Regions from separate parts of the Mus musculus genome. Here all the other regions are linked to region 2. The links are chromatin contacts, called in public HiCAR-type, HiChIP or PLAC-seq and promoter capture Hi-C maps. All regions are on one chromosome and are shown on one strand. Each heading gives the region's core, a stretch centred on a gene start, on an enhancer-like site or on the middle of the called end of the contact. The rest is flanking DNA. Distances are from core to core; before and after follow the strand shown.

The links. Promoter capture Hi-C pulls out the DNA fragments that hold promoters and counts their contacts. HiCAR-type assays count read pairs that join an accessible place to other places. HiChIP or PLAC-seq counts read pairs in DNA pulled down with a chosen protein or histone mark.
Region 1: a contact with region 2 is called in a promoter capture Hi-C map of pre-B cells. The contact joins the promoter of Tgs1 here to the promoter of Nsmaf in region 2. A contact is called at or near these places in 4 of 39 promoter capture datasets (the 3T3-L1 cell line, the C10 cell line, cranial neural crest and 1 more) and 1 of 484 Hi-C or Micro-C datasets (B cells).
Region 3: a contact with region 2 is called in a promoter capture Hi-C map of the HPC-7 cell line, with 10 times the contacts expected there. The contact joins the enhancer-like site here to the promoter of Nsmaf in region 2. A contact is called at or near these places in 9 of 39 promoter capture datasets (the 3T3-L1 cell line, the C10 cell line, the HPC-7 cell line and 5 more).
Region 4: a HiCAR-type map of astrocytes shows a contact between it and region 2, with 6 times the contacts expected there. The contact joins the promoter of Rps20 here to the promoter of Nsmaf in region 2. A contact is called at or near these places in 5 of 39 promoter capture datasets (the C10 cell line, cranial neural crest, embryonic stem cells and 2 more) and 1 of 115 datasets of contacts at active chromatin or transcription factors (astrocytes).
Region 5: an H3K27ac HiChIP or PLAC-seq map of extraembryonic endoderm stem cells shows a contact between it and region 2, with 24 times the contacts expected there. The contact joins the enhancer-like site here to the promoter of Nsmaf in region 2. A contact is called at or near these places in 3 of 39 promoter capture datasets (hippocampal neurons and liver) and 2 of 115 datasets of contacts at active chromatin or transcription factors (extraembryonic endoderm stem cells and pro-B cells).
Region 6: a promoter capture Hi-C map of liver shows a contact between it and region 2, with 4 times the contacts expected there. The contact joins the promoter of 6330407A03Rik here to the promoter of Nsmaf in region 2. A contact is called at or near these places in 3 of 39 promoter capture datasets (the C10 cell line and liver).
Region 7: a promoter capture Hi-C map of pre-B cells shows a contact between it and region 2. The contact joins the promoter of Lyn here to the promoter of Nsmaf in region 2. A contact is called at or near these places in 3 of 39 promoter capture datasets (liver and pre-B cells).

The regions. Positions count from the first base shown.
Region 1 is chr4:3,573,513-3,576,679 of GRCm38.p6, forward strand. Tgs1 (trimethylguanosine synthase 1) reads left to right here and starts at 1,367. Exons shown (of 13, transcript NM_054089.4): 1 at 1,367-1,617. The coding sequence starts at 1,514. Tmem68 (transmembrane protein 68) reads right to left here and starts at 1,341. Exons shown (of 8, transcript NM_028097.4): 1 at 1,192-1,341.
Region 2 is chr4:6,452,468-6,455,709 of GRCm38.p6, forward strand. Nsmaf (neutral sphingomyelinase (N-SMase) activation associated factor) reads right to left here and starts at 1,804. Exons shown (of 31, transcript NM_010945.2): 1 at 1,518-1,804. The coding sequence starts at 1,576.
Region 3 is chr4:9,134,932-9,138,409 of GRCm38.p6, forward strand. Gm50597 (a long non-coding RNA gene) reads left to right here. Exons shown (of 2, transcript XR_001784233.1): 2 at 779-1,242. Gm34288 (a long non-coding RNA gene) reads right to left here. Exons shown (of 4, transcript XR_881105.2): 2 at 533-593. Among named protein-coding and RNA genes, the nearest start is that of Gm34288, 6.0 kb to the right of the region's middle. Within about 2 kb of position 1,455, at least 95 of the 459 cell types and tissues checked have an H3K27ac peak or open chromatin away from gene starts, as enhancers often do. A contact at or near this core is called in the HPC-7 cell line, where this site is marked.
Region 4 is chr4:3,833,465-3,837,173 of GRCm38.p6, forward strand. Rps20 (ribosomal protein S20) reads right to left here and starts at 2,191. Exons shown (of 4, transcript NM_026147.6): 1 at 2,020-2,191; 2 at 1,728-1,827; 3 at 1,472-1,545; 4 at 1-1,219. The coding sequence starts at 2,022. The coding sequence ends at 1,037. Gm32823 (a long non-coding RNA gene) reads left to right here and starts at 2,185. Exons shown (of 5, transcript XR_881078.2): 1 at 2,185-2,470; 2 at 3,219-3,411. LOC115490074 (a small nucleolar RNA gene) reads right to left here and starts at 1,682; the gene lies at 1,615-1,682.
Region 5 is chr4:3,776,928-3,780,448 of GRCm38.p6, forward strand. The region is part of intron 10 of Lyn (LYN proto-oncogene, Src family tyrosine kinase); the gene reads left to right. Among named protein-coding and RNA genes, the nearest start is that of Gm22781, 18 kb to the right of the region's middle. Within about 2 kb of position 1,939, at least 33 of the 459 cell types and tissues checked have an H3K27ac peak or open chromatin away from gene starts, as enhancers often do. A contact at or near this core is called in extraembryonic endoderm stem cells, where this site is marked.
Region 6 is chr4:3,713,509-3,716,713 of GRCm38.p6, forward strand. 6330407A03Rik (RIKEN cDNA 6330407A03 gene) reads left to right here and starts at 1,456. Exons shown (of 1, transcript NR_028126.1): 1 at 1,456-3,205. The region is part of intron 1 of Lyn (LYN proto-oncogene, Src family tyrosine kinase); the gene reads left to right.
Region 7 is chr4:3,676,435-3,679,847 of GRCm38.p6, forward strand. Lyn (LYN proto-oncogene, Src family tyrosine kinase) reads left to right here and starts at 1,687. Exons shown (of 13, transcript NM_001111096.1): 1 at 1,687-1,930. It overlaps Gm42250 (a long non-coding RNA gene), which reads right to left and starts at 1,674. Exons shown (of 5, transcript XR_881076.3): 1 at 379-1,674.

The DNA.
Region 1 (3,167 bases), core at 117-2,616, 2.9 Mb before region 2:
CTGTTGTTGCTACTCTTGACTGTCAGCTTATGGGTTTAGAACCACCTAAGAGACAAACCTCTGAGAATGTCTGTGAGGTTGTTTGGTTGGTTTTGCTGTTGTTAATGGAGGTGGGAAGTCTCACACTAACTCTGGGTGGTGCCATATCAGTCTCTCATACAAGGAAGTTAATCTCAAAGATTAACAGCGAGTCAGGACAAGTGCAGGGAAGTATATAGACATGGTGATTTAGTGGGTGTGGAGCATAGCCAAAAGGAAGACTTAACTTTTAAAGCACAGTAGGAAAACTGGATTACAAAGTGAGTATCCAAAAACAGCTAAGAGAGAACAGTTTGAATGCCCCAACACAAAGAAACAGTGTCTGAGGTGAGAAATATATCGTTTCCCCGGATCTTCTCATGAATGTATCTTCTCATGATCTTCTACATGCACTGAAATGCTGCCCCGTGACCCAGAAATATGTAAAATTATTACATGCCATTGGCTTTTTAAAGAATTTTAAAATGTTTTTTTTTAATCACCTGACCCTGTGGGGAGGATGCATGAGTGAGCATGTGAAGGCGGAGGACAACTTTCATGCACCCGTGAATGTTTTGTCCCTTTAACCAACTCGAATAACCAATAAGCCTTCTCCTCACACCCATGTGTCACTTATCAATAAAAAGAAAACAAACAACAAAAACCCCTTGAGTTCAAGCTTCTTTCTCCGGGTTCTGATGTACATTACCTTGCAAAGATTTTGTTTTTCAATATAAAAATGCTCTTCTACTTTTGGTTAAAGTCCCCTACTCTTTTAATGACTACTCTTCTACTGCATCATAGTCTAACTCTAGTCACTCTCTCCAATAATGCTGTAAGACATTTAGTTATTTTTGAGACAGCATCTGTGTGGACCTGACTTGCTCTGCAGACTAAGCTGGCCTTGATCTCAGAGAGATCTGTCTGCTTCTGCCTCCCAAGTCTGAGATTAAAGGTGTATACCACCATGCCTATCTATAATTCACATCTAGACTGGTATATTGAATTTAGGAGTTATGAAAGGAAGGAATACTGCAGTTGTAGATATACTGCACGGCGCAGGCGCAGAGGCCGGGAACTAGTCCGGCTTTCCGCTCCGGGCCCCGCGACCAGGACACCACGCCTGCTACCGGCTAGAACAGCATGGAGAAGTCCATGGGGAGCTCGACGCACCTGACAAGAAAGTCACAGGAAATCGGCGACCTCGGCAGCTGGTCGGCGGCAGAGCCGGGAGAAGCAGACACGCGGGTAGTGCCGGTTTCCTTTAACTGCCTGAGAGGAAGAAGGCCGAGCCACATTGGGTGTAGGACCGTCGGTCGCCCCGCCCCTTCCGGTAGCTGCTGTCGCTGCTTCCGGTAGCGCGGCTGGCTGGCTCCCGGCTCGAGCGTCCCCAGGCGCGTTCCGCTCCTCTGCCCGCGCGAGTTACGCCTTTCTGTCTTCAGCAACAGCGCCCGGCCCAGTCGCGGACAACACCAGAGCGAGCCCGGATAACGAAATGTGTTGCGAGAAGTGGAACCATGTGGCCGAAATGCTGCTCTTCATTGAAGACCGCGAGGAGGAGTACAAGATCCTTTGCCTCTGCTCCCGGGCATTTGTGGAGTAAGTCGCGACGGTCCTCTCTCACTTTCTGTCCTTGCTCAGGAATGGGGGTGTCGCAGAGTTAGAGAGAGGCTTTCCAGAAAGCCACATGACCTGATGTCTAAGAAACTCGAAACCCCGCGGGCATGAAGGAATGTTCTACTGCAATTACTAAAGGGAAGATTAATATAATTTTGATTTTTTTTTAAATGTGGTACCTTATATGTGTCATTTCGGGTTTCCATAAATGAAGGGCCAATCTCAACATTGGTTGAGTCGGGCGAGATGGCCCAGGTATTGGCCATGCAGAAGGATAGCAAATTCAAGACCATCCTGAGCTATACCAGTAAGATGGAGTGTGAAGTGTAAACTAATACAAATAGATTGATGAGATGAAGGATCAAATTAGAGCTCTATTTGCAAACTGTAAAATCCTTTCCAACAAAAATTTATGTATCTGAAACGTCTAATTATTTGAGATAAAAGTGTTAACTGTTTATGGCAGTTTTAGAGACATCTCTGGGGGAAATGTTGGTTTCATGTTTAAAATTGCCAGAATAGAAAGTACCTTCTGGTGGGAAAAGCATTGACAAATTTTAAATTTGAAGGTACTCATTTTCATTATGTACTTGAGGGAAGATATCTGAAAGTTTCCTCAAAAAAGAAATATAACACCATGTTAAATTTAACATTTAAAAAATGTACTAGGCTCATTTGCACAGGTCCTGCTGGTTCAGAGTTGAACAGTCTTCTAGTGGGGGAGTGAGGATGATTATAAGACCGAAAAGAAGACTCAGAGACAAAGGTTAGAAATCCGGAGGGCTGCAGGCCTGAACCACACTGGCCCCAAATGTATTTCTCATAACCTTAATACACTTTACAGTATCATGGGAAACAAAGTCACAAACTAGCACAGACAATGGCTGACAGAGAATGGATATCTGTTCCCATCCGGAGGCCTCCCTGTTCCTTCCACAAAGATTAATCGAACGTTCAGCCTCTCTCCTTGAGCCTCAGTTGTAGCTTTTTGTTCCATGCCGTTGGCAGGCCAGGAAATCTGTCAGCCTGACCTGCCTTGACTCCGCCTAACAGACAGGCTTTTACAGAAGCAGACAAAAATGACTCCCAACGCTCAGGTGTACATTTAATTCAGTAAAGTTCTTTTTTATGCTCCTATTAGATGCTGGTAGGTAATGGAATATAAGATGGGACCAGGCTGCGCTGAATTCACTTTCTAAGCAAAAGAGATCAATATTGCACTAAGGTAGCGGTTTGCACAATTACTCAGTTAACTCAACTGGATAAGAGACATGTCTGTGGTGCTTTGATAGCAATCTGGCAGGATGGACAGTGAAAAATATGAAGCCTTGGGAGAGGAAAGGAACTCCTCCATTTAGAGTCTTCTTGAAGTGCCTTTTTGGCAGAAAGTCGAGAAAACCAGTATCCTTAACAGAATTTTATGTAAAAATGGCCTGAGTGAAAACATTACTTTTATGTAAAAATAGTTTGAGTAAGTATTAAAATAGGCTGGTGTGAATACTCACGCCTTTAATCCCAGCACTCAGGAAGGG
Region 2 (3,242 bases), core at 554-3,053:
TCATCACTGCGGCAGAATCTCCCAGGCAGGAGCTTCTACTTATGTGGAAAATGTACCGTATTCTAACTGCAGCTGAATCAGCAGTCAGAGACACAAGCTAACTTCAGTTTCTCTTTCTCTGGGTTCAGTGTTTGGTAGCTGTAGAAATCTAAACCCTCTGTGAGTACACCCAGCAGAGAGGCCCCTGGTTATCTCTGAAGCTAGCCTCAAGCTCTGGGAAAGAACTGTTCTCTGAGATAGCGAAACCCTGAGATAGCTGAAACCCGACACCTTTATAAACACGTTGCCCATTTGAAGCCAATGTTGCCAAAAGATAAGCCAAGAAACGCGTGGGCAGAAATGGTAGATCTGGGTCTCTGTAAGGTTGGTTTTCCAAAGTTAACTTTTAAAAGTTCCCCTTTTTAAAAATGGATTCTATGATTTATAAAGAATCTGCTTGGTTTACGTTCAAAATAAAAATTTGGGGTGATCAGGAAGTAGAAATCAGCTGCTGGTGCTGAGTGTAGGGAAGAGTTGATGCTGGCAGCTGATAAATGTTTGGGCTGGGAGCACTCCTACCTTGGAGTACTGTGAACATATGTACATAATATGTAAACAAACCAGCATTTGCTGGAAATAACCGGGGCAGCGAGTTCCTCTAACATTACAGAGCAGCGTAAGACGATTAAAATAAGTCAGAATCTACGACAAAACACCCCCTGTCCGATTTCGCTGTTTATCACAGGATTGTTACAAATGACTAAGTCCTAGAAACATGACAGGCCACGCGTTTAAAACATTTCAAATGTTAATCTGAATGCTCTTCAATGTAACACAGAGCACCAACAAGTCTTAACAAGTCGTCGGGTGCCAGACAAAGAAATTCCATTTAAATTCCGGAGGTGGAAAGGTAATTTCAGCGCGGACCACCCTGCCAGCCCACTACATCTTAGAGAGAGATGCGGGGCTTGGGGAAGAGGGCGGGTTGAGCAATAGCTACAGGTGAAGCCTCCGCAGAGCACCCAGAATAAAAGCTGCACCTGCATTTCCTGGCATAGCCTGCTTCGCTGGATCCACTCAGCAACAACGTGACCGTCGGATCCCGGCTCCCACAGACAAACCCGCATCTCAAAACAAACAAACAAAAATGTAGCCCGCGTTCCCGCTGGAACCACAGCTGGGTCACAAAACCAACCGCCCTGGGAGGGACCCACGGGGCGGAAGTGCGCTTTCCTGTGCGGGGACGGGATCTGAGGGAGGCCGGAGCTCTACCCACGTCCTCCCTGGGCCGCGGCTGACCGCGGCCGCCCCGCCGCACGCGCTTCCCCAACAGCCTCCCATGCAGGGCGCGGAGGGTCGGTGGGGAGACGCCGGCGTGGGACGGCGGGCGGGCGGGCGCGGGGACCGCCCTGCCTTCGCGTCCCCAGGCGCCCCCGCCAGCCGGGCCCACCCGCGCGCGGCTCTGCGGCCCCGGAGGCGGCCGCGGCCTGCAGGAGAGTCCCCGGCTGCCGCCCGGCCCGGCCTCCCGCCCCGCGCACCTCTCCTTGGAGTAGAGCTGCAGCTGCTGCTCGCGCTGCCTCTTCCGGGTGAACGCCATGGAGGCCCAGGGCTCGCAGGCCGCCGACTGTCCCGAGCAGTCCCGAGCGGCCGCACCGGGCGGGCAGGCGGGCGGGCGGCCGGGAGCCCCACGCTGCGCCCCAGGGCCCGCGGCGTCCGGACGGCGCTCACCGCAGCATCCTCGCGTGGGGACTCGGGCGACGCCGTGACTCAGGCCCGGAGGAGGGGCGCGCAGTGACCTGAGGCCGCGGGAGCCGCGTCCTACACTGCCCCGACTAACCTCTGCAGCGCTGCTGCGGCGAGGATACCTCCCACGTGAGCCTGAGACCTGCCCGGGAGCCCCCCAGTTCGTTGGCGGCGGGGATTTGAAATAACAAGGTTTTTGGATGTTTAGTCCCAAATTTCAGTCTTTGAAATAAATAATCGATGGGATTTTATTTTATTTTTTTCGCCCGTGTATGGTGTAGCGGTTCTTAGTAATATTCATATTTAGGTTGCAACTATTATCACAGTGATGGGATATTTTTACTATCTCAAAAAGAAACCTTTACCTTTTAGCAATCACTACTCCTAGGTGCATCTCCACAAACCTTTGCCCTAGAAAACAGTACTTAACTTTCTGTCTCTGTGAATTTGCCTAGCCTGGACATCTAGAATAAAAACATCCATACAATATGTGGTCTTTGTGTCTGATTTCTTTCATTTAGCACAATGCTTCCAAGGTTCGTCTGAGGTATAGCACAAGTCAACATTCTATTCCTTTTTATCACGGAAGTGTATTCCATTGTATCACACACTGCATTCCTGTTAATATATTCAACAGTTGCCAGGCACAGCAGTGTTCCCACCTTTTGGCTATAAGCATTCACGTACCCGTTTATGTGTGTAAATGCTTTCATTTCTGTTGAGTGAAGTCGAAATCAAAGGGTGGAGTTTCTAGACTGTTTTAATAAGTCCATCTGTGAACTCTGAAAGTCTGCTACTGTGCTTTCAAAGTATCCATTTAACTCCCACTAGCAGTAAAGAAAGGTTCTTACCTTCAACAATACTTACCTTTTATATTCTGTCCTGCCAACTATGACTCGTATTTCATTGGGGTTATGATTTCTCAATACCCTGAGAATACGCTGGATATTGCTTACCTTTAAGGGACTCTCAAATAACAAGCCTCTAAGTTGTGTGTGTTGAAACACTCCTAGTGTTGGCTTAAGAATCAAGTTCTGCAGGGTTGAAAAAAAAGCACAACAATGGCAACAATTAGCTGTCCTTCATCACTGGCAGCATGTGGGGGAAGATCGGAAGTCATAACTGAAGAGACCTGAGTACCCTATGTCAGTGAATCTCTTCCTTTTATCCGAGTGCTGCACAGACTCTGTAACTACCCTAATGGTCCTTGGGAACGAGCTTGTGTGCATGTGTGCACAATGACATAAGATTATGAGAATGGCTAAGATACCATCTGAAAATTTTCTGTGTGGCAAATAGTATAGTAGATGCTATGGACTCAAAGGAGAGAAATTAATTTGGCTGGAATAAAGTAATTAAAAAATAGACCAGAATCTAAGTTTTCTTTTCATTAAACATTGAGGAAAGATGTGGTCCTGGTAGTGGTGGAGAGTGACAGAGTCTCTCCTTGGCCAAATTCTATCCAGGTCCTGAGTTCTCTCAAGCTTTGATCTTAGCTTACAAAAACGGGGGACTTCCAT
Region 3 (3,478 bases), core at 205-2,704, 2.7 Mb after region 2:
AATATATTTCTACATATACACACCTAGGTCAAAATTTAACTTATAAATTAGTAAGTTAAATCTATAAATTAACCTACAACAAGGTTCAGGAAAAGGTTAACGAGAGCAGTAAGACAGAAAATTACAACAAACGTTAATAGTCATTTTCTCTTGTTTTCTAAATGTCTTTCTGAAAGTGTAGATCTTAACAATGTTACTAGACGTTTTGTTCTTTTCTTATTAAGCTTATTATTATAGCACCTTCCCATTTATCAAAAGCACTTTCCAACTTGTCTTTGGCACGCCTAAATTCCTAGCATTGCCTGTCTTGCTCGAAGGGGTTGTTGTACAAGTAAATTTGGTTTACTGAGCACAAACTTTGTGATACCTCAATAAGCGAGCTGAGGGTCACGTGAGTAACGGGAAGGTAGCCTATATAGTGTGGATACAGAGAACAAAGGTTCGATTCTCATTCCAGATAGGAAGGGACTGGATACTGTGAAGTGTCATTGCCCCACTTAGAATAGCATTCAATACAAAACGTACAACTTACTTATGTATGGAACTTTCCACGTAACATTTTCAGAACGTGGGTGAGGACAGATAATTGAAACCTGGAAAAGAAAGACTGCTGGAGTGATGTGGGTTGGGCTAGCTGAGTAGAGGGATTGGGTTCCCATTGTGAGGATTTTATGGGGCTTGTGGCTGGTGGCATACGTTTGTATTTTATCCTCAGATCCGACCTGTCCACCCTATGCACTGTCGCTCTTTTCAACTTGACCTCATTTGACCTTGTCAGGCATCTTCAACATCCATCAGTCCTTCAGGGAGGAAAGCCTTTGGACACATGGCTTCTCGCCATTATTGGTGTGCAGACAACTTGAAAATTGGCAGAGGAATCCATGCTGGCGAAAGAGCAGTTGAAAGACCCTCAGAAGAGGTCGGGATGCCCTTGGAGGAGGTAGAAAACTTCATGTGTTCCACGCTTCTCACAGCCCCGCTGGGCTCCTGTGGCTTCTCAGTGTCTCATTTCCAGGCTATGCCGGTGCTCCACTCGCCAGCAGAGGGCAGCATTGAGACATCAACGAAGGCGGACTTGGGCGCGCGACCGCCGGGAAGCAGAGCCTCAGGATGGCTGCTTGTCGGAAGCTTTAACCTTTTAAGCAATTCTCCGGGGAGCCCTTCCTGTCATGTGTGGGCTGCCCTAAAATGAGCAGGTGATAGAAATGAAATATTAAACAATTCTGTTCTGCAAAATGAAAATGAGTTGTCATTTAGCATTTTTATCAGTCGATGACACATTCTTCCAGCTTCAGAAGGATTTTGTGAAAATGCAGGAGACAGTGAACTCATTTACCACCAAATCCTCAAGAATCACACGTGGGGGCGCCGTCATCAGGGGCAGGGGTGCAGGGCAGGCCAAGGCTGAGCCTTCAGGGCCGAGGGGCTGGGATCTGGGACCTGTGACGCAGGCCAAGGATGCAATTGTCCTGGATAGCAATACCGAGGAAGCAGGCACATCTCCAGCAAGGCTGTGTGTGGCCAGGCAGAAGGCAAGTCAGCTCACAGAATAATGAAAGGAGCTGAAGGTGGTGAAGTGAGGGCTGCGGGCAAGCTCGCTGGTCGCAGGAATCTCTTTCATACTGCTTTCAGAAGCACCAGCAGTGATGCCGAGCAGGGTTTTGTTTTTGTTTTTGTTTTTGTTTTTGTTTTTGTTTTTGTTTTTGTTTTGTGATTTTCACCTAGTGGCTTTGGTGGCAGCGAAGTCCACTCTGAGCTCAGGCTGTCAAAAGGGCGCTTTGCAGGAACCTGAGAGGGTCTCCAAGCAGAGCTGCAGGGAAGGGTGGGCCCCAGCCTTCCCCGGAAGCTCTTCAGCAGATTAAATCATGGCGTCTTTGGTAGAGGATTCCTGGCTGCCACACAAACAGCCCCTGCTTCCCCGTTTCCAGTGCGATTTATTTCTCTACAGACGGTATTGATTCTTTCCTCTATCCGATCGCTCCTGGGCCTGTGTAAATGAAAGCCCTCTTGTGTAATAGTCATGCCTATAGCTGGGCGATTTGGGCAGGCAGCTGCGTGTTACATGACCCTGTGAGAAGCGATGCATTTTGCTGGATAGATACAGTCGAAGCAAATGTTTGCAACTCATCTAGCAGCCCAACCTGTATTTACGAAATATTCACCCTGTTTTTTTTTTCCCCCTTTGAGTCAAAACAGCTCAAGAATATTTCTGTTATAATATTCATATGAAGGGGCTAGTGGCAGAATGAGATCATTATCTGTTGAGCCAGGTGCTGCCCTCTGTGTTACTGAGGGAAACAATCCAGACTTGTGCTCGGTTTGAGTTCATTTGAACTCATCCAGATGGGACTAACAATAATACCTGTTCCAGGTGGGTACAGATGCATCTGACATAAAATGGACCCAAAGCATCTGCCCCCTTTGGGTCCTGCATAGTGTGAGCCCCATTCTCCATTAGCCCCTCCTTTTCCTCTCCTTTCCTCCTTGGTCTCTCCCTTTGATTCAGTAAAGTGATCTCACTGAGACATTGACACCAAGAGAGCCTTGACCTCGCTTGGATATTTATTACTTAAGAAAGGTCAGTGCGATCAATAAAGGCATCAAACATATTTCTGGCTTTTTTTTTTTACTATTTTATTTCTGCATTTATTTATATAGTAGATGTTGACACACACACACACACACACACACACACACACACACACCACATTCTCTTTTCCTCCCCACACCCTCATAGCGTGTAGTAATGGGTATATGTTAGCTAGCCACTACCCACATTTGCAAACCTCTTGTGAAGCCCCAGGTTGTGTGAACACGGACTGACATTTTTATCTTTGTTTTTCTGTTTGTACATAGTATCAGGAGTAAATGAGATTTTGTTCACTTCTCTCCACATCTGATTTGATAATTTAAACCAAACCAATCCAAACTAAACCATCTACTCGATCCTTGCCTTCCCTCCACAGTAAGGGTGGAAGTCAGCTGCTGATGTAAGGGCATAGCTCGGCCACTGTGTGATGATAAAAAAAGGTCTTGTTTCGGGCTGAGCTCCTGTGGGGCTTCCCTCTCTTTGTAGAATACCGGAGGGTCTGAAGGTGGCCATCTATTTTGGCCATTTAATTTCATTAGCTATGACTGTTTTTATGTGTTGGGGCTCCTCACAGGCACATGTGCCCAGTGTCTCATGTGTCCAGGTCTCCTCTGGGTCATAGACTTGTGTGTTGTTTTTGCCAGTTCCCACAGTGCCCATGACATAAGCTTGCCAGGAGGAAAGGACCCACGAAGAGCCACTGACTGAGAATCATCCCTGGAAGGAAAGGATGGGAAAGATGCCTGCTTCCTGCCTGGCCAATGAGGGTCATAGGTCACTAGGTCACTGTGTTGTCTCTTTCCTCCTGAGTTGTGTCTGGTCCTGGCCTTGTGGGAAGGTATGGGGCTACCATCTGCCTTCTCAGTTCTAAATTAGAAAATGAAATTC
Region 4 (3,709 bases), core at 941-3,440, 2.6 Mb before region 2:
TTAAAGCTAGAGCTGGGTGTGTTGGGAGGCACAGGCAGGCAGATTTCTGAGTTCAAGGCCAGCCTGGTCTACAGTGAGTTCCAGGACAGCCAGGGCTACACAGAGAAACCCTGTCTTGAAAAACCAAAGTTCTATGGTACCTAAGCCTAGCCTCAACACTAGTTCAACTCAAACACAGCTTCTACATCACTAAAACCTGCTTTGATGTGTACCTGAAGTCAACATAGCACACTCTAGGTTATTTTCCAGTTGAACACATGACTGAGATTTAAAAGTTTTAGATGGAATTAAAGATTAGTTCAGTTGGCCAAAGTGGCACATGCAGGCTCAAATCCCCTCAACCTAAAGTTGCAGATATGTTGCAACATGAGTAACCCAAGTAGTGTGACATGGGAGAGGCCACCCTGCCTTTCACAAATCACCTGGAAAAGCAAAATTTTCATACACTAGTCTTTGGACATCTATTAGTAAGTAAACCAGGCATAGTGGCTCATGCCTGTAATTGAGAAGGCAGAATTTTGACCAAGTATGGCCTGCAGAGTCCATTTCAAATAACTCAGAATGGCTAATACAGTGGTCCCTGCCTTTAATTCCAGTACTCTGGGAGCAGAGGCAATCAAATAAGATTGATATTTAATGAGGTCAGCCTGTTCTGTGTTGGGACCCTATCCCAAAACAAAACAAAATCCCCAGGCTTAAAAGATCAAGGATGCAATCTGCTCTTTTCTAACCCAACTTAGTCTTTAAATTGGCTTAGCGCCCCCTGCAGGAAACCTAACGTCTCTTTTTCACCTGACCAATCTGTTAGCACACCTTCATTTTTAAAAGCAGTTTAATGCTTCAGTACTTGCTCAGTGGTTAAGGAACCTGTTCTCTCCGAGGATGCAGGTTGGGTTTCCAGCACCTACATGGTGGTTCAAAGAACATCTGACACCCCTGTGACACACACATTTACACTCATAAACATGAATTAAAAAAAAAAAACCTGAACAAAAGCCAGCAAAATTTGACCATTAAGACGATTTATTCAGTTGTCTTAGGCATCTGCAATGGTGACTTCAACCTCAACTCCCGGCTCAATACTGATGGAAGTAATCTGCTTAACAATCTCAGAAGGACTATGTAAATCAATGAGTCGCTTGTGGATCCTCATCTGGAATCGATCCCAGGTCTTGGAACCTTCACCACAAGGTGTTTTTCTGGTAGTGATTCTCAAAGTCTGCAATAAAACAAAATTAGTCCATTTCTGAACCATTTTCTCTGTATGTTAACAGGTTTCAGCAACCTTTACTAGAGAGTTTTGGAGTTTGCTTTAAGAAAGGTATCATACTCAATCGCCACCAGACATTTGGCCCCTAATAACTTGTATTCTTAGGAATGTAAATTTAATCTCTGAATTTATTTGGCAATCAAACTCTGACCTTCCCCCTCCCCACCAGTCTACCAGTACTCGAGTCTACCTGTCCCTTACCTTGGTAGGCATGCGCACCGGTCCTTTCACTTTCAGATTCTTTTCCTTGGCGCCTCTGATCAAGTCCGCACAAACTGCGGGTTAAGAAAGCATGGTCTTTCAGTTAACTCAGAATGACTCGAGGCGTTTTAAACAAGTTCGCCTATCGGCTCAGAATAGCGTATAAGAAATATCACTATAACTCAATACGGTTGGTATCTCCTCATCGCCGACCGCGCCCCAGCGATCACCAAGCCACCCCGAGCATCGTACTGACCCTTCTCCAGCGACTTCACGTTGCGGCTGGTGAGCGTGATTCGAATTCGGTGAATCGCCACTTCGGGCTCCACGGGCGTCTTTCCGGTATCTTTAAATGCCTGTTATCACCCAGGCGGGAAAAACAAACAGCGACCCGTAAGTGGAGGCCCACTCCTACACAACCGCCATGAGGACCCTCTCCCGGGCCCTCGCCGCGGCGGGAGCCCTCTCCCGGGCTCTGCGCTCCCGGCGCCCCAGCAAGTCGAGCCCCGCCGACGCCCCAGGCCGCGTGGCGACGCCCCCCACCTCACCATGGCTGAGGCGCGGCTTCCTGACCGACTTGTTCCTCAGCAGGAGCGAACAGCGGTGAGTCAGGACGGAGCAGGCTGGCCGAGCTCCGTAGCGCGCACCGCCGGGGCTCAGAAAGGAGGGGCCGGACGGCGCCGGGCGCTTATAAAGCACGTGCGCATCCGGGTGCTTTGTGACCCGGAACAGGAACCGCCCCGCCCGCGAAGAGGTCGCCGTGGGGGAGGCCGGGCTGCGTCCCCGCCTAGTTGGCGGGAAAGGCGAGGACGCGCGCGCGCCCTCTGGCCTCTCGGCGGAGTCCCTGTCCTGACTCGGAGGACAGACGAAGCTGGAGCGGAGAAAACTCATGCCAGGTGCTCTCTGCACAAGCACCTACGGTCTTTACAGTGCGAAATATGCTTCGCATGCATACTCGATCAGCTTGCTTTTGTCTGACAAGGGAAGAGTTGTTTTGAGGTTAGCTGACACGGACCTTGGGGAAGAATGATCGTGACAGGGCATTTATTTACTTGGTGCTGAAGACAGAAGTCAGGGCTTAGCAGGAAAACGCACTCCATCCATGAGCTGACACCCTGAGTTCAATCTTGTGAATCCTTGTAGAAGGAGATAGTGGTTTTCGGAAACTTGTCTTCTGACGAGAGCTGTGGCACCCCCCCCACACACACACACACCCCACCTCCCCCCCACCCCCCATTAATTACTAAGCTTATATTCTAAAAATTATTCGGAAACTGCTTTTCGGAGCTGAAATGCCCTTTTGTGATATTTTGGCTTTGGGCTTCCAGGAATATTGGAAACGTCTATATCTGCTGGAAACCCAGGTTTAGCTTCAGTTAGTTCAATTAAGTGAAGGCAGAACTCTAGTCCCAGTGCTCTGTGGGGTCACAGGGCATTGTACCTGCAGCCTGGCCTGGAACCCATCTACCCAGTTTTAATATTCTCTTCTCTATGTTGCGATGGAGCTCCGTTCTGCTATGTTATGATGGCTGAGACCTCCGGGGACTCCTTAGAACGGAGCAGTTGTTCATAATAAAATTAGTGTCTGCGTACAGCAGAAAGAAAGCCAAATGTCCTCAGGTCAAATGTCCTAGGACGCAGAGGATGGTGCAGATTAATCTACACTACCCACTGCGCAAGGTCAAATAGAATGTAAGCCTGGAGGTGGGTTACAGACAACACAGGAGGAAATAACATTATTTTGTAGGTGAAAGTTACTTGCTCCGAGTTGCCAAACCCAGAGCACTGATTCCCCTCCAAGGAGAACTCCCTAAGCCATGTTCTTCTGAGCTTTGGGAGCGCCAGCACCGATTCACTTGCTTGGTCGGGATTCGACCTAACTAGGAACTGGCTTTCTGACTCACAGTGTACATGAAGTTTTGCTGTCATTGAACAATTAGGTAAGTGTTAAAGTTAGGGGAGTTTTCGAGTTCAATTATTTTTAAATATAATCCATTGACCTCTTAGACTACTAGTAGACTTAACATCAGAAAAAAGTCTAACTTTGTTTTTCTTTTCCTTTCTTGACTATTTGTTTTGTTCTGCTTTGTTTTTGTGTGAGGTAGAGTTCCTTTGTGTAGCCCTGGCTGTTCTGAAATTATTCTGTAGACCAGGCTGGCCTGCACCCTGAGATCTACCTGCCTCTGCCTCTGCCTCTGCCTCCTGAGTGTCTGCTTTTTTTTTTTTTTTCTTTTTTTT
Region 5 (3,521 bases), core at 689-3,188, 2.7 Mb before region 2:
CAGCCCACCACAAGTGTTCATGTACATCTAAGGCTGTTGTGCTGTGAGAATCACTTTGCGTGAAAAACCACCCATGGTTACCAAATTCCAATGCTGTGCCAGCCATTGACTGCATACACAACCGTCGTCTCAGATTATAGTACCTAGTGATGATGTCACCACCTTAGGCTATGTAAGTACAGCACACAGTGCTTGAACAATAGCAAGATCACTTAATGATTGATATCTAAGGATGGGTCCCTACTAAGGCATGACAACAGGCTAGCAGTCCACAGTAGCCTCTGGGATGCTGACTACAGTCTAAGGTCCAGCCCTGATCCAGCACACCCTATACACACACACACACACACACACACACAGCCTACACGAGTAAGAAGCAATATTCGGTTTCTGCATGCTGCAGCTCCTGACATGACTTCTGTTAGAAGCTGATACTTCTCATCTCTGACTTGTGTGCTTGGCCAAACCTGTGGCTCTGGGCTTGTGGGAGGGCAGGCTCTTCCGCTGACTGGTTATTGAAAATAATCAGCCAGTTGGCTGTTACTTGAGGAAAGTCTGGCTGACTGGTGAGTGAGTAAGAGCATCCCGGAAGCCTCTCTTCTTTCCCAAGGTGCATCAGAGAGGCTACATCTCAGGACTCATTTCCTGACACTGCAGGGCTGTTTGTCAACTAACAAGACAAGGCAGCCCTTCACCCCAGGTAGCATCATAATCTTCTGTGGCTAGGTTGCTAGGCTGATGTGGACCCCGTGGCTCACAGACCTCCACCTTGCCTGGTAGCTCTGCCTGTCCTCCCAGGAGAGCAGCACACTCAGCAAGGGTGTGTTTCACAGCATTTGCTTCAGTCAGAAACATTTTCAAGGCACCATTCTGGACAGAGCTTGGTCACGGGCTGTGGTTGTCATGTACCTCCATGGGCTTCCTTCACACTGCTGTTTTCTGAGGCCTTTATCTTCTCTAAGCTTCATTTGCATGTGTTCCATGGGAGTAAAACCTGCCTAGTGGTTGTTATTAGGGTCAAACATGAATTAAGTATAAAATCTGTAAAACACAGTAAATGCTGAACTAGTAGTGGTTACTATCTCTCTCACTACCTAACAGTCGCCATCATAATCAATACCCACCACCAGTACCACTATTACCACCACCATCACCATCGTTTAGAAGCTGAGCTCGGAAAAGCACTCTACCTGGAATAGAAAGCCAAAGTACACAAGGCTTGTTCAATACTGTTACTGCTTCAGAGAATCGCCTCCAAACGCTTTCAACAGGTGCCTAGCTTGAGTAGGTGTGTGTGGAGCCCTCCTAGCAAGTTCTTGGAATGTTCTTCAATGAGCTGACCCTGGGAATCCATGGCAGAGCATGAGCCCTTGCTGTCTGTGATGCTTGTATCTGTGTTTCCCACACAGGTTTCTAGTTAACTGAGTTTAGGCCTAAGTTGGGATTATTTCCAGCCTCAGCTTCTTTGCATGCCGTGCCCAGGGTCTATATAATTATTAGACTGTTAGCTAGGTGTGACCAGCATTTCAAAAAGGCAATAACTAAGGAGGACTGGAAACGGGCTCAGAGACCATCAGTAATGACCACACAGTTGTTTGTATCCCGCTGGGGCTCTAGAACCTGCCTCTGGCTCATTTCAGCAAGGGATCTCTCTGTCTCCTTAAGCCAAACATTCCATCCAGTTGTGTAACAACTGCTTGGCCCATTCTTCTGCTTAGTCCCAGCACGCTCTGCACTCTTCCACTTTCTTTGGCTTTAGTAAGTTTGCCTAAGGTTGGTGTGTCAGCGCAGTAAGAATAACTGAGGCATGATATATAAAATAAATAAATAAATCTTAAAACAAAAACAAAACCTTAGCTCATTTTACTGAGGGAGATTAGTAACAGCAGCAAAGTTGCACTAGATAAAAGTGAAATAGAAAAGATATACAGTGCGGCCTTTGTCTTAGAGGTGTTTATTATCTGGTTGCCGTGACAACAGTAAGCACCTGAACAGAATAAAAACAAAGGTAAAGCTACAACCCTTAGCTGCCAGTAGTGTTTGTGCAAAACAACACTGTAGAACAGGAGAAAGGTTCAGGGTGGGACTTGGTTGACTCTGGAAGGGGACCCAGGATGAGGCCTGGAAGGAAAGGAAGTGCTAAAGAGCTGCTCCTTTGCTGAGCAGTAGAGGGCAAGGGACTTGAGTGGGCTTCACAGCATGATGTAATGAGGCTGCTGCTCACAGTGATGGAGGAGTCTGGTCCTTCCAGATGAGCTGCTGCAGTTTAAGGCAGAATCTGGGGGGCAATGGACTCTATTAGAAGTAATCCTAATTGGAAGTGACTTCTAACTCTCTTAAACACACACACACAAACATACAGACAAGCACACACAAACACACACACACACACCATAAGCCTGCACACAAGCAAACACACGTAAACACACACACAAGCACACACAAACACACATCACAAACATGCACACAAACAAGCAAACACAAACACACACCACAAACATGCACACACACAAGCACACACAAACACGCACCACAAACATGCACATAAACAAACACAAATAAACACATACAAGCACACATGCACACACACCTTCATTCCTTATCCTTGACTGTAATTTGGTGGAACAATCCTCTAATTTATTTTAGAGCTCTGCCACACTTCCTGCCAGCACTAAGTGGCACCTTCTTCTCTCGAGGTCATTGTCTATTGGAATCCTTCATTCTGCCTCATGCCCTTGCTTTGTTGTCAGAGTATATTCAGTTCATCTTGAGGGACTGTGCTCAGAGGCTCTGGAGAGCTGGACCTACAGCTCTTCCTTAGCAAGATCTTGATAGAGTGAGTCTTACTAACAAGCACAGCCCTCATGTCCTGGTGCCTTATAATGAACTTGTATTATTAAAAATTCAATTTCTTCACTTCTTTTGTCTTAGTTCTGGTTTCTACCACAAATCATCATGGACTGCATGGCTCACACAACAGGCATTTACTTCTCAGAGTTCTAGGGATGTCCGGGAGGAAGTGCCAGCACATTCAGTTCCTGGCTCAGGCATGCACACATGCATGCACACATGCATGCACACACACACATTCTCCCTTAACAGCTATGGCTACCCAAGGTGGAAGGGACCAGGAAGCTCTCTGTGGTCTCTTGTGTAAGGACACCAAGTCTTCCATGATGCCCTGACTTATTACTTTACAACTGCCAACACATAAGGATCATATTGAGGGTCAGGGTATCAATATATGAATTTGGGGGCTACAACATCCAGAGAATAGCATATATTTCCTCACTTAAGAATCTAAGATTATGCCGGGCAGTGGTGGCGCATGCCTTTAATCTCAGCACTTGGGAGGCAGAGGCAGGTGGATGTCTGAGTTCAAGGCTAGCCTGGTCTACAAAGTGAGTTCCAGGACAGCCAGGGCTATACAGAGAAACCCTGTCTCGAAAAACTGAAAGAAAGGAAAAAAAAAAAAAAAAAAAAAAAAAAAAAAAAAAAAAACCAAACCAAAACCCATTACC
Region 6 (3,205 bases), core at 206-2,705, 2.7 Mb before region 2:
GGACCTGATTTCCCCATACTATGGCCTTTTTCTGCTTTACAGCAGGAAAATGGTTGTTTTAAAGCAAGAGTCTTTTAGCCAAAATCCTTCGAGTTTTTCCCGATTCTTAATGAAGTAGGGTGGGGTTTGGCTCAGTGTTTGGTGTAGCTATACCTAAAAGTAAAATAACTTTGGGAATTAACATTTATTGATAATTTATTATAAACCAAAAAAATATGGCCATAAAAGTATGGGTTCTACTTATAAGCTTTTTATAAACCACGAAACATAGTTCATAGAATTTCTGAGTCTGCTTTGATTCAGTAAATGGTGCTTGGCCACTGCCTTGGTGACAGGTAGCCGTTGTGGTGGTGCAGGCTGCACGGTCTCCTTTCTCTGTTTAAGGTACCTGCAAGGAGCATGGAAGCAGACAATTGTTTGCCCAGAGACCTAGAAACTAGTGATTTTGTTTGTGTCAGAGTTCAAGATGCCTCTCTTCACTTAAGTATGATGATGTCACAGAGGTGACAGAGGTGACAGAGGTGAAGTTGCGCCTGCCCTCAGGGTGTGTGCAGTGGGGTTAAGGAATAGTTGCACCTGTTTCCAATACTGAGGGCTCAATGCACACGTAAAGTCACATTGTGAGTTATTAATGTTGGTACTTGTGACTGAGGAGAGAAGAAATACGAGGCAGAGGAATGTGTGAGCTGTGGAAGGCCAGCTGGCCAGGCCTTGCATTTGGTTTGGAGGGCTGGTTAGATTTGCCTACATGGGAAGAGCTTGCTCAAGTAGAGATGAGGAGGCAAGATGACCGCATGTTCATGGGTTGAAATCTCTGCCTCTGACAGAAATTTTCTGCTGGAGCCATGCAGATGATTGACAGTTAGGCTGGAGAGGGGTATTGTCAGACTGTGAGCAGTACGGTGTCTATGTGAGTGTGTACTGCTCACAAAGAAAGGCAGGACTCTTTGATCTAATGAGAGGTGATTGTAAGGACAGTACTGAACACTTACTGCCTATTTATCCTACCAAGTAGCCTTTATTGTACAATAGCTATGCAAGGTTTAGAATGTCCTTCATTGACAATTCAGTACTGTACACTACTGACAGAAAGTGTGGCCTTCATGGACCTACATTTACATGAGAGATAGATTGATGATAAAATAGGTAAATTCTCGGGCTGGCATTAAGGAAGAACAAAGAGAGCTGTGAGCTGGGAGGACACTCGGAAGAGAGCATCACATTTTCAAGCTTGTTTCTCTGTGTGTCCTTTGTATTAAATCGGGAAGGTAATAGATGGGAGGAAGTCTCTGGAGAATTTTAAATGTAAAATAATGTTCCTAGTCATAACCATAGTACAGGGCAGAGGGAAGACCAATGCCACGGGGACCAACTGGTGGGCAACCGCACCTCTACATAGATCCTGTAATCGTTGATATCATGTAGGTCTGCTGGGGGGGAGGGGATCAACGTGGGGAAGAAAATCAAAAATTACCATTTTCTCATGCATGCCTTCCCAGAACTCAGAACCCAAATGTAAATCTCTCACAGAATTGATGGGACCTGAGGGGACTGGATTTGACTAGGAAATGACAACACTGGACAGCTGTGGTTTCCCATGCTGAGTGGACAGTGTGGTGAGGAATTTAATTAAAAATGAAAATTCGGTAGAATTTTGTGATATGCTGTTGAAGTACATACATAAAGTAAATAATGTCGAAGTAGTGTCAGGAGTAGTGTCAAGGCATTTAATTCTAGCACTTGGGATGCAGAGGCCAGTCTGGTCTACAGAGTGACTTCCAGCAAAGCTAGAATGACACAGGTAATCCCTGTCCAGAAAAAAAAAAAAAGAAGTTTTCAAACTTCCAACATACTACAGAGGTACAAAGTATTGTATTTTATTTTAGCGTTGGGATTTTTATTGTAATATTACATGATGTTTGCTTGTGTTTTGTGTTCTTTAAACCTTAAATTTTTCCTTTTAGTTTTATCTTACTGATTTTTACAATGCATTTACTTATGTATTGCTTATGAGCCAGGGCCTTCAGTTTAAGTAGCAGAAGATGACACTGAACTGATCCTCCTGTCTCTACCCCAGGTGCTGGGACCACTGAGCCAATTTTACATTTTATATATATATAAAAAGATATGGTCTGAAACTGAGTGACAGCCTTCCCTAGAGTATTAGTCCCCTGGAAAGCCAGTAGTGTCTCTGTCTGGACTCTGAGCGATGTAGAAAGTGAAGGCAAAATTGCTAAGTGCCAGCCACTGCCTCAGTACTGGCTGGTGGTCACATGCTGTGTGTTCCTAACACCATACTCAAGATGTATAGCCTCTGCCAGCCTCACCCACACAGACTAACCCCTGGCTCCTATTTCTCCCAAGTACTGAGTCACAGCTTCTCTGGCACTCTTGGTTCATGGTCCTCCAACTACAGTTTTTTTTTTTTCTAGTAGTCCTAGAATGGAAGATATTCTGCGAGTAGTGAATCCAAAACTGGAATACATTTTGGATATAAGGACACAATGCTGTTTGAAAAGATGTCATACATTAGAAGGAAGAATCCTATTTCTGTTATATTTTAATAATCACAGTCACTCGCAAATGGGTCAAGTGTATCTTGACATGAAACTTCTCAAACTGTCCTGTTTCTGTTCCATTGATTTGCAGTTGACACTTGCTAGTTTTGAATCACACCAGACACAGCCAACCTGGTTTCACAAAGCTAAGATGTGAGGGAGGGAGGTGTACATAGCTGAGCCAGTGCTGGAACAAGCCTTCACCATGGCATATCCCCTGAAAGCTTGAGGTCCCCTAGAGCATTCTGTCACTTGGTGCCCTGAGGTGGCTTGACCCCCAAGAGCCATCCTTTTATATCATCTCTTCTTGGCCTCATTTTTAAGAGGAACAGCTCTGAATCTGCACTGGCTTTTGCTTCTTATTTCTCATTTTAAACTCCTGGGGTCTGTTAAAGTCTCTCCAGGACACTTCATTGTCCTGCAATGTATCGTTTAGCCAGTTAGTAAAGTGTCTTATTTGTTAAGCTTTGAGAATCTTGGGCCAGGTTCATGTGGAGTTAACCTTTAATCTCTGTGAGTTTGAGACCAGGGTTTTTTGAGACAGAGTTGGCTATCCTGGACTCATTTTGTAGACTAGGTTGACTCATTTTGTACACTAAGCTGGTCTTGAACTCACAGAGGTCCACCTGCTTCTGCCTCCTGAGTGC
Region 7 (3,413 bases), core at 437-2,936, 2.8 Mb before region 2:
ACCACAGTTTAAATATATGTATTTTCCTGTTATCCCCATGAAAGGGTCATTCAAACTCCCCCCCGCCCCCCCCCCCCACACACACTCCCAAGAGGGTTGGGATAACAGGTTTTAAACTACACTGTTCTATACGATACTTGACAGATAACAGTTCATATGCACCACAGATTCCCAGGCTAACACACTGGCTACTCTTCAGCAGGACAGTGACAGTAGCACTGTTCATTATAGGAATAACCACCTTCCTACTGTTTTTGTTTGAGGAGTTATTCCTGTGGCTTAGTGATGGGGGCACTCTAAGAAGCATGCTCTTTGGTGATTTCGTCTTCTGGTAGACATCGTACACTCACTTAAACCTATGTGCTCCAGGTCACTCACTTTATGTCCTTTTTGATGCAATCAGGAGTCATGGTCCACAACGGTAGAGAGGACTTGTTGGTATCAGCATCATCACAAACGCTGTAGATCTGTCTTGCACTGTCACACTGAAAGAGCTATGACAGCTACGACACCACTAAGTGATACAGATTTTTCAGCTCCATTATAATCTCTGGCACCATCTTCATAGTCCCTGGTTGACTGAAAAATGGAGGGGCCAGGAAATGCTGGTGCACACCTTTAATTCCAGCACTTGGGAAGCAGATTGCTGGTTTCAAGCCCAGCATAATCTGCAGGGTGAGTTCTAGAACACCCAGGGTTACAACGAGAAACCCTGTCTGAAAAAAAGAAAAGAAAAACAACAAAACTGGTGAATCAGTGTGCTCACAAATGTTAGTCTTCCTTCATTAGTAACAAATGACAGCTGTACTGGACTTTGTTACAAGGTACCTGTTCTGACCTGTTGAACTGCAATTAGGGAATCCCAGAAAACAGAAGTCAGATTAGCATAAGTGGGTATCATAGTGACTGAGGCTAATTGCATATCTTGGTTCAGTAAGGGGCATTTATCAAGTCAAAATTTGGTTTGAACAAGCAATCTTACAACACACACTGGTTATGTACCTACAGTATGCCAAGTACTGTGTACACATAGGAACACAAGGACACAGCATTTGTTAGGAATGCAGTAATGTTACCAGGACCACATGCTAATCAATGCGAGCCTGCTACAGAGGACAGTTCTTGATAAGTAGTCTTAGCTCCATTTTCCTGGAAGCTTTCAGCTATTGGCATGCCCTTTAACTCCATAGCGAGTTCCCACTCCTCATTCCAGTGAATATCTTCAGCACTCCTTGTACACCTTTAAGGAATTTGATGTTTTGATTGTTAAAGCAAAGATTCCCCCTCGCCATACCCTCCAAACATCTACTCGCTGATACCGGTTTTTTTCTCTCTGGAAGCTCCAAACACACACAGAGAGTGCTGCTTCTGCTCCCAAGACACAGTGCATTGAGGAGTTGGGTCCTAAGGAACAGTGAAGTAAGGTGAACGTTTTCCACGACCCTCGAGAACCCCTAGATCTTCCACGCAGCCCTGGGGAGAATGTTGTTTCCGAGGCTACCGCCACTCTCCCAACTTGCGGTCTGGGTCTCCAAAGTCTGTTTGCTTGTAAAACCCTGAGCGATGGCTACACCAAATACCAAACCTTGGACAGGAACCAAACGGTCACTTCCCCGCCCTCCCAGCACAGTATGCAAATTCGAGCACCAGGAAGTAGCTGGGACCTCTCGGCCGAGCCCAGCGACAGCCAGTTCCTCTCCCACCGAGCCGGGCCTGGGCGCCTCCCGGCCAACGTTCTGCAGCTAATAGGTTGCTGCAGGCCGGGCACTGTTCCCCGAGCAGTGTGCCCGCAAGTCCCGGTCACGCGTCCTAAGACACCGGCCCGCAGCTGCTTCCCAGGCGGGCCCCGCAGGGCTATCCCGTCGCGTGAACAGCTTTTAACCGAAGTCACCGTGGAGTTCCGCCGCCCCGAAACTTCCACCACGAGCGAGTAAGTCCGGGGCTTGAGCGCAGGGTGGGTGCGTAGGGTGGACCGGGCAGGGACCGGGGCTGGGTCAGAGACCGGATCACAGGTCGCTTTCTTGGCTTGGGACTCCGGGTTTCGGTGCAGCCACGGCGCCCGCAGCAGAGGTCGCGCACTGCTTCTTGGTGGCGCTCGCGCTGGCCCCGGGTGGCGAGAGCATCTAGACTCCTTCAGCCTTGGGAGACTGTGACTCGCCGGGGCGATCGAGCGGGGACGCGGGGGCGGCGACTCCGCAGGTGTCCGCAGCGGAGCGGCGCGGAGGCGTGGTGGGCAGTGCGCACAGGGTGGGCGCCCCTGGGTCCTTGGCGTCAAGTCTCTCCCATGCCCCTCTCCAGCTTCTCTTGCCTGGCAGAGAGAAGTGGCCTGAGTCCACTCCGAAAGGGAGCGCGGTGGGGATTCCAGAGGGAGTCATCTGGGATCCAGTATTTAGTGTCCAGATCGGACCTTGAGTCCCCAGGGATGAGAAGGGGGGTTTGAACCCAGCCCCTCTCTAAGGTTGGCTGACAGCTGAGGTCCCTGTTGACTCGAGGCAAGGTGGTGACGTCGAACGGCTGCCACAGAGGCTGTAGCTTGACCTCCCGCGTAGCTCGACTTCTGTCAGCCCGCAGAGGAGTAGTCCAACGCCTTGGCCAAGAGGAAGCTAGAGTTATTTTAAGAATTCAGGGATGCCTTTCCTTCTGAATGGGGGAAGGGTGTGTGCGACAGTTCCCACTTGCCTGCCTTATCTTGGCTGACTATAGTGACTTCCCTATGCTGTTGGTGTAGTGTTTTTTGTTTTTTGTTTTTTTTCCCAATAGTCCCCGCTACTTGGGGTGCTTGTGGTTGTCTCTTTATTTATTGGAGTACCGGTGTTTTTGTTAATTATGCTAATCCGCCCAACTTCTTTGCTGTTCAGAATCCAGGTGGGAATCTAGGCCCTGCATTCTCTCAGTGACTGCGAATTATTGAAGTTCCCGGTTTGGGTTTCCGCCTGATTGACTATGAACCTACTTCATAGGTTTAGTACACTGAAGGTCCTTGAACATTATATGAATATAATGTTATATGAAAGTTACTTGGTACAACTGATCATCTATAAAATCGGAGGCCTTTGGTGGTTGGCAGTTTGGCGATTTTTAAACCCGAGACCACATGTCTGAGTGAGCTAGCTGACTTGAAAATCTATCTAATAAAACACCTGAAACGTGTGCTGTGCTGCCTCAGAGGTTCCTGGGATTCCCCCAGTTCAAGAGATCTTAAGACCTAACGTGGAAGACGATGGACTCTTTGCTCCGAAGCTCGGCTATCTGTAGGGTGTTTTCTCTCTGTGGAGTTAACACCCATAACATGTTTTAGGGAAATAGGCTATGCCCTGTGGGTTCAGGAACTTCCTGGTCCCTTCTCTTTTTTTTTGGGGGGGGGGGTCGAGACAGGGTTTCTCTGTATAGTCCTGGCTGTCCTGGAACTCACT